Linked DNA regions of Sus scrofa: region 1 is linked to region 2. The links are chromatin contacts, called in public promoter capture Hi-C maps. All regions are on one chromosome and are shown on one strand. Each heading gives the region's core, a stretch centred on a gene start, on an enhancer-like site or on the middle of the called end of the contact. The rest is flanking DNA. Distances are from core to core; before and after follow the strand shown.

Evidence for each region. Promoter capture Hi-C pulls out the DNA fragments that hold promoters and counts their contacts.
Region 1: a contact with region 2 is called in a promoter capture Hi-C map of fetal skeletal muscle, with 7 times the contacts expected there. The contact joins the promoter of VTA1 here to the promoter of ADAT2 in region 2. A contact is called at or near these places in 1 of 5 promoter capture datasets (fetal skeletal muscle) and 1 of 2 datasets of contacts at active chromatin or transcription factors (alveolar macrophages).

The regions. Positions count from the first base shown.
Region 1 is chr1:22,921,888-22,926,070 of Sscrofa11.1, reverse strand. VTA1 (vacuolar protein sorting-associated protein VTA1 homolog) reads left to right here and starts at 2,210. Exons shown (of 8, transcript XM_021087275.1): 1 at 2,210-2,404. The coding sequence starts at 2,293.
Region 2 is chr1:21,798,528-21,802,962 of Sscrofa11.1, reverse strand. ADAT2 (tRNA-specific adenosine deaminase 2) reads right to left here and starts at 1,398. Exons shown (of 6, transcript XM_001924236.5): 1 at 1,099-1,398. The coding sequence starts at 1,194. PEX3 (peroxisomal biogenesis factor 3) reads left to right here and starts at 1,348. Exons shown (of 12, transcript NM_001244185.1): 1 at 1,348-1,660. The coding sequence starts at 1,588.

The DNA.
Region 1 (4,183 bases), core at 961-3,460, 1.1 Mb before region 2:
ACAATTCATATTGGCTGAACTTAATTTCAACAGCAGGAAGTGCATTTTCTGACCAAGGCAATCAGGCTGGAGGATCTGACTGGAAGAGAGTAGGGAAGAAACATTAGCCCTGTACTGGTGATTCACTAGAGCATTGGCCCTCAACCTTGGATGTGCCATTAATATTTCCTGAACACTTAAAAAAAAAATACTGATATTTAGGATCCAACCCAGAGCAATTAAATCTGAATGCCCCGGGGGCAGGGGTGGGGAATAGGACCTAGACAGGAGGTTTTTTTGTTTGTTTGTTTTGTCTTTTTGTTTTTTTTAGGGCGCACCCGTGGCATTTAGAGGTTCCCAGGCTAGGGGCCTAATTGGAACTGTAGCCACCAGCCTACACCACAGCTCACAGCAACGCGGGATCCTTAAACCACTGAGCAAGGCCAGGGATCAAACCGGCAACCTCATGGTTCCTAGTCAGATTGGTTAACCACTGAGCTACAACGGGAACTCCCTAGATAGGAGCTTTTAAAAAATTTCTGGGGTGAACTTTAAGGACAACCATAGTTGAGAATCAAGAATAGGAAAATAATAAATGAGAAGTCATAAGGACAGAGAAATGACATTTATGGTTATGCCATTCTGCTTTGCTTCATTAATTTCTCTACCAACTCAGCAACTTCCGACTGGATAGTAGGAATAGAGAAGGAGAAAGAAATACTATTTTTGTCTGTTCGGTCTGCTACAACAAAATACCACGGACTGGGCAGCTTATGAACTATAGAAACCTGTTCCTCACAGCTCTGAAAGCTGGAAGGTGAAGATTTGGGTGCCAGCACAGTCAGGTTCTGGTGGGACCCTCCTCCACGCTGCAGACTGCTGATTTCTCCCTGTATCTGCAAATGGTGGAGGGACAGTCTAGCTTGTGGGGTCCCTTTTATATGGGCATTCATCTCATTCATGAAGGCTCTGTGTGCACGACCTAACCATATGCCAAGGGCCCCACCTTTGGCATTCAGTTTCAACACACAAATTTTGGGGAGACACAAATATTCAGTCCACAGTACACACGTTCTCAAGTGGTAATGAATGTGTTGCTGAAATTGGGGAGAATACAGAATTCAGTTCATTGCAAAAAAAAGAAAAAAGGCAGCCTCCTGATAAGATGATGTAGTCTGCAAACATGGATAGACAAAAGATGTGGACTGGAGGTTATACAGGACAAGGAGCAGGTTCTGCTGAGGTCACGGGTGGGATAGGATGGGTGGAGTGTGGATTAGAGAATAGGCAGATGGAAATTTCAGAGCTTGAGATCTTGTTTCTTTGAGATGGTGCAATTTCCATGAAAATTAGTTTTAAGATGAACTCTCAAAACTGGGGACTGAGATAAAATAAATAAAGATGAAGGGTATTGGAGGAGGTAAATAAAGAGTAAAGTCCTGAAAAATTATAGGATGGAGAGGAGAGAAAAATAATTGATGTCACTGATGGTAACAGTGATGGGAAAAGTTGATGCCTACCTACAAAGTACGAGTCGGCAGCATTGAACAAGAATTATTATTTGAACGCCTTATCTGTGCAATCACAAGATAATAACTGTCAAAAGACTTTGCAAATAGTTCATCACTCTCCAGAAACTACCGACCTACAAATTATTCATTCACTAGTGTTTGTGGTAACCAGCTCAGAAAAAAAAAGTTCAATTTTTTTTTAAGCTTAACGTGTTTAGTATTTAAGTTAAAAAAGCGGCTGGTTATTTTATCCAATGTGTCAACACAAAAAAGTGTAATTCAACATTTTAAACACATCATCTCTCATCTTACGCAAGAATTGCATTTAAAGTTTCTAAAATTGGAAAGGCTTCTAGGGACTCTATTAGTACAACCTGAGGAACTGGAAGAGAAAATTCCTGAATGATGCCAAAGGCAATTCACGCCTTTACCCTTTCTGCCAATTAACAATCATTATTTTCTTTTTGTTTTTCCCTTTCTATCTTCTGACACAAAAGGGGGGTCGAGGGTGGAAACAAAGAAAATAAAACAATCTCTTTTCCCTTCTGCCAGCAGCCAGCAGAGAGCGCTGGTGCCATAAGCAGCTTAACCGCGAAGCTGCTCAGCCTCCTCGGGGCACTAAACTGCTACGAGCCAGACAAGCGGAGGCTGTCCCTGTTGGGAACCCGTAATTGACCTGCTGTTGCTGAGCAACAGGGAAATGGGCGGGACTTGCTGTGCCCGTGCTTGCGCGCGCCCTCCGAAGACGGAAGCGGAAGTGTCGGCGGCGCGCGAGTAGGAAGTGGTGGTTCTTGGGGTGGAGATGGCCGCGCTTGCTCCGCTGCCCCCGCTGCCTCCGCAGTTTAAGAGCATTCAGCATCATCTGAGGACGGCTCAGGAGCATGACAAGCGGGACCCTGTGGTGGCATATTACTGTGAGTCTGTCCGTGTCGCCGCGGCCCTCATTACCCTCCCGGGCCCACAAAACTGCCTCTTGGTTCTTAAGTCAAGGCCCCGCCCCCCTGGCTTTAGACCTAGCTTTGACCTCTGACCCTCTGACCTTCTGTGGGAATCCCTAGGGCCCCGCCCTCCTCAGGGATCCCCACATTCTCTCTGGAACCCCGCAAGCCCCAGAAAGGCAAAACTTCAAAAGCACGGCGGTGGCCACCAGCTCTCCAGTCTTGTGCTTAAATATTTTTAAACTGATCACATAGGCTCATGAGCTCTTAAGGTTTTCTTTCTGTATGGACGTCCGAGAGCCTCCAGCCCCCACCAGGGTTTCCTGAAAATACCCTGAATATCCTGGAATTAATCTGAGTAGTTAAGTAATTGAGTTGGGGTTAAAACATAGGTAAGTGTCCTAAAGACAGTAGTGATGTGGACAAAAGGGAGATGAATTGATTGAGAACATAGTAATAAGTGCAGATTAATTGTGACAACATGCAAGTCCATTCACAAATTCATAATGAAGAGTAGCTGCTACAAAACAAGCACTTGGGTTAGACCATTCCTCCTTTTGCATCCAGACTACTCTTTCCCACTAATGAGGATCTTTGGTTTTAACTTCTTTGAATAATACCTGGGGCTGAGACGTTTGGTAGCAGTATTCTCACTTTGGTTGACTGTAATACACATAATCTACAGTTGATGAAACACACAGATTAAGTTTGTTCATACTTTTTCCTTTGCAGTGAAGATAGTAGGTCCAGTAAACTTTATTTTATATTACATAGTCTAACTTAATTGCATATAAAACAAGTGACCAAACAACTATAAAGTTTCTGAAAAGGACTTTTAGCTTTGAGAAGCTCAATATAATGTGTCCTCTGTTGTGGACATTATAAGATTAGCTAAAATACTGTCCACTGTTATCGTTGCCATACGCCAGGTGTCTCCCGCTTTGATTTCTCAAATATGCAAGGCCCTTTCAAACCTCTGCTCTCTTCCCTTTCTTGGGTTGTCTGCCTTTTTTCTCCACTTGGAGAACTCTTCATGATTCAGGTTCTTATGTATGTATGTATGTATGTATCTTTTGTCCTTTTTAGGGCCGTACCCACAGCATATGGAGGTTCCCAGGCCAGGGGTCTAATCGGAGCTGCAGCTGCGGGCCTACGCCACAGCCATGACAGCGCCAGATCTGAGCTACGTCTGAGACCTACACCACAGCTCATCGCAATGCCGGATCCTTAACCCACTGAATCACTGAGTGAGCCCAGGGATCGAACCCTCAACCTCATTGTTCTTAGTCTGATTCGTTTCCACTGCGCCAGGACGGGAACTCCAAGGTTCTAATTTAAATGTCACCTTTTCTGTAGACCGTAAGTTAATTACTCTTAAGGCTATACCTTATTTTGTTCAAATCTTAACAGCATTTTCCATTAGACTTGTTTTTCAGGTACCTCAAGCAGGGACCATTAGTCATTCATTCAGTTTGTATTTATTGAATTCTACCTATGCACTGTGGCTGTACAGTTCCTGTATTCATGGAACTTATCTACTATGAAGTGGGGAGATTAAGTAATAATATGAGTATATTATATAGAATATTAAAAAATTATAAGAAAAATAAAGCAGGGGAAAAAATAGGGAGTACCAAGAGTAGGGCGGTAGGAAGTGAGGAGGGGATTTCACTTTAAAAGTGGTCAGGAGGAGTTCCCATCAAGGCTCAGCAGTAAAAATAAAAATGGTCAGGAACTGGGTAAGTGAATACTCTA
Region 2 (4,435 bases), core at 149-2,648:
TTTGATACCACATGAAAACTCTTTGTCTCCAACTTGGAGAATTTGGTAACATAAAAGAAGTTCAGGCCGTATAAATTCATACAATTACAAGTCGATTTTTTAAAGGCATATGTGATCATTCATTACAGTAGCAGATAGAAAGATATGTATCCTGTTAGTTTAATGGAGGAAATAAATGTGGATGTAGGTTTAAAGAACGGGTCATGAAATCAAATCAGTAGGTCGTGGCCAACATTTTTTTCAAAATGAAACAAAAAAGAAATACCAGAAAAATTGTACATGGGACTGCTAAGCTCTGGTCTGTGAAACTTTTGCTTCAATTATGGCTATGTGTGTGTTTACTGGGTTGTGATACAAAACAGATTTTTTTTTTTTACTGTGAGTCACTTTCAAAAAACTATGAGAAACAAGTGTCAAAGAATATATATGCGTGTATATGTGTGGGCACGATCTATGTACTTATAGATATATGTCAAACACACTTTTATCCCTACTAAAGAGTTCGCTGGGTAAAGCTTGAATTACACACAGATCTGATTGGAGCCCTCCCTTAACCAGGAGCCCTAAGGGGAGCGAAGGAAAGAAGTAAAAAAGAACAGAGGTCGGGAGGATGGATGGATGGATGGATGAATGAATAAATGGGAGGCTCTGTACAGGGGCTTGTTTTCATCGTGCTCTCTACCAGAAACATCCTCAGCTTTCTACCTTCTAGTAGATAGGTTCAAGGGGTCATAAACACAAAATAATGTGATTTCGCGGATTTGCGAGTGTGTCCACAGGAAAGAAGGGGACGCAGCACGCACGTGCAGCAGCCCCCGAAGATCAGGGATTAAGTCTGAAGCATAATTCCAGCGGGTGAAAAAAGAAATAATTTCTGTATTCCTCTCTTCCTTTCCTCAGATCCACTGTGAAAATGGGCTAAAGAAAATTTCATAACAACACAGCCAGCTGTTACCCAGAGAATGTGAGTGCCATCGAGACTACAGCGACTAGCTAGGAAGCACCCTTGGGACCTTCCGTATCCTGACACAAATGCTCCAGTTGGATAAGCGGGAGAAAAGTTCCCATCCTATACATCCGCCACTCCACTCCCCTCACCATTTGCATCGCCTGCTCCATCCACTTTTCGGTCTCCTCCGCGGACACCGAGCATTCGCCGTCGGCGGCCGGCGTGGACTCCCCCTTGGCCTCCATTCTGCACGCGGGCCGCTGCGCGCAGCGCCAGAGGCCGCCGCAGTGGAGGAACGCTGGTAACGGAACGCGGCGGGTGCGGGCTGCCGTTTCCGGGGGAGTCGAACGATGGGACACTCGGGAGCGAATTCTGGACGGACCTTGGCGCCCCGGACCAGTGAGCGGCGGCGGCGGCGCGCCGGCTGCATCGGAAAGCGCAGCTGCTCAGCTCTAGTCCACGCCCCCTTCCCGCTCCGGTGACAGCCCCTGCGGAAAGTCGCGTTTGTGATTTCTGGAGAACGCTGAGCGGGACGACGGCGGTCCAGCCGGGTCTTCCGGGCCAGGTGACGAAGAAACGGTTTCTTGGGGAGCCATCCCCCCTACCTTCCAGGCAGCCCGCAGCCCCGGGGCCTGAAGATGCTGAGATCTACGTGGAATTTTCTGAAACGTCACAAAAAGAAATGCATCTTCCTGGGGACGGTCCTCGGAGGTGGGTGACAGCATTCTTGGAAAGGGGCATTGGGAGAAGGGGTTTGGGAGAGAGGTGTCTGTCTTCTAAAATAGAGGGGAGGGAACCATGGTGCAGGATTCGTTCAAGCATGGATGGGGAACGGAGTGATTGACAGACCCCCAAGGTTCTGGACATCTTTGCGGTTGTGAAATTTGTGCCCTTTGCCCTGACACTGCCCATTACTATGTTTCTCCCCTTTTGCACACTGACCACTGACCTTGGAAGAACCCACCACATTCTTTTTCTTTCTTTTCTTTCTTTTTTTTCTTTCCTCTTCAAGGCACCTTTCTCTTGTAGATACATGTTTTGTTTTGAATTCTCTTCTTTTGTTTTCCTGTGAGATTTTTCACTTCTCTTTGGCACTCCTAATACTTTGTTTGGCATTGGCCCATTGCAGAAGTTTCATAATATTCCAGGGGAGTTAACTAAAGCCTGCAGTCCGAGTGTTGTTTAAAGTTAATTAGAACTTTCAAAAACAGCACAATTGTCCTGAAGGACTGGAAGGTATATACTAAACAAAGAAACGCAAATCGATATCTTGGCCGTTTCTGCTATTTTAGAATACAAAGTGTGCAGTAAATTATGCAATAAGAAAGTGCTTGCAGGATATTGCGCAGTGTTCCTCAGGATCTTCCAGACTGGGATTAGCTCCCACCTAGCTGATATAATTGAGTTTCACAAGCTGAGAGGAGATGTAGAAACAGACAATCTTGGCAGCCCTTTTCCTCATAAGACAGTCATAATATGTAAGGATTTGAAGGAAGAATAAAAGTTTGGGGATGTCCAATGGACCCTATACAAAGCCCTTCTATTCAGTGGGATGATGACAGGATAGTTATTGTTACCCCCATTCAAAAATGAGGGATGGAGTTCCTGTCGTGGCGCAGTGGTTAACGAATCCGACTGGGAACCATGGGGTTGTGGGTTTGCTCCCTGGCCTTGCTCAGTGGGTGAAGGATCCGGCGTTGCCGTGGGCTGTGGTGTAGGTTGCAGACGCGACTCGGATCCAGCATTGCTGTGGCTCTGGCGTAGGCCGGAGACTACAGCTCCGATTAGACCCCTAGCCTGGGAACCTCCATATGCCGCGGGAGTGGCCCAAGAAATGGCAAAAAGACCAAAAAAAAAAAAAAAAAAAAAAAAGAGGGAGCCAGAGTCCTAGGAATTTTAAAAACTTTCTTGGGGTCGCAGAGTTAGTAGCATAGAAGCTAGAACTCAAACCCAGGTGATTTAGATCCTGAAGCACCTTCTTTTTCTGCACTATACCACTCTGTCTTCATGGTCTTTATGATCTAATAGGAATGAAAACAAGCGATTTAGTTCATTCAGGGGGCTGTAACAAAACAGCCTTATGATCTGGCTTATAAACAACAGACATTTATTTCTCACAGTTCTGGAGGCTGCGAGTTTAAGATCAGGGAGGGAGCTATCACAGTAAGGTGAGGGTTTGCTTCTAGATTGCAGACTTCTTGTTGCATCCCCACATGTACAGAAGAGGCTAGGGATCTCTGGGAAGCCTCTTTAATAAGAAATGCTAATCCCATTCATGAGGGCTCCATCCTCGTGCCCTAAGCACTTTCCCAAAACGCCCACCTCCAAATACCATTGTATGGGGTGTTAGGATTTCAACATATGAATTTGGGGGAGATACGAATATTCAAACCATAGCAACAAGTATATAAATTAAAATACAAAACAACATGAGCTAGAAAATGCTGTATATATCAAACTGGCAGATAACATGTATAGTTGGAAAAATCAGGAAAACTTAATGGAAGAAGTGGCACATTTTGGCAGACTTGCAAACTAGGTAAGATATCACCATGTGTGCTGAAAAAGTTTGGCCATTCACTGGTGGAGGAGGGGGAAACCTAAGTAAAAACTTTGAATTACAGGCTTTCTTAAGTAAGAATTGCCTGCATTTTGGATGAGTACCCTGTTTTAGACCAACTTGTGCAATTTGATCAGTTATGAAAAGACTAGAGCATTGTTTCTCAGACATTTTGGCCTGAGGTCTCCTCTACACTTTTAAAAATTAAGGACTCTAAAGAACTTTATAAGATATGTATCTAATAATAGTTTCCATATTAAAAATTAAAACCAAAATATTTTTGAAATACTAGTTTAAAAACAATAGTAAACCTATTACACATTAATATAAATATTATTTGCAAAAAAAGGAGTGAGAAGAGTAGCATTGTTTTACATTTTTTACAAATCTTTTTACTGTGTGGCTTAATGGAAGAAAGCTGGATTCTCATATCCCTTTCCACATTTGGTAAGTTGCGATACCTACTTGTCATGTAGCCTCTAGAACACTGAACACTGTACTCCACTAAACACTCATGAGAGAATGAGAATGAAAAACGCAAATAGTGTTTTAGTATTACTACAAAAGTAGATTTGACTCATAGTTCCCCTAAAAGGATATTGAACACCTCCAGGAGTGCCCCAGCCACTGAGGACCACTATACTAGCAAAAGTATTGCAGAGCAGAGAGCAAGGTTCATATGTATTCACTTGTGATTTCTAAAAATCTCAGAGTAATGATTTGTAATTTGTATCTTAATCCCTGTAGTGTCTAGTCCCTTCATTTTTATTGATTCATTCAACAAACATCTGAATGAGAGTGCGTACTCTCATTATATTGGGCTCTGGTGATTCGAAGGAATAAGACAAAAAAATCTTGATTTTGAGGATCTCATAATGCAATTCGCAAAGCAGAAATGGGAATAAACTAAAGTGGTATAATGAGAG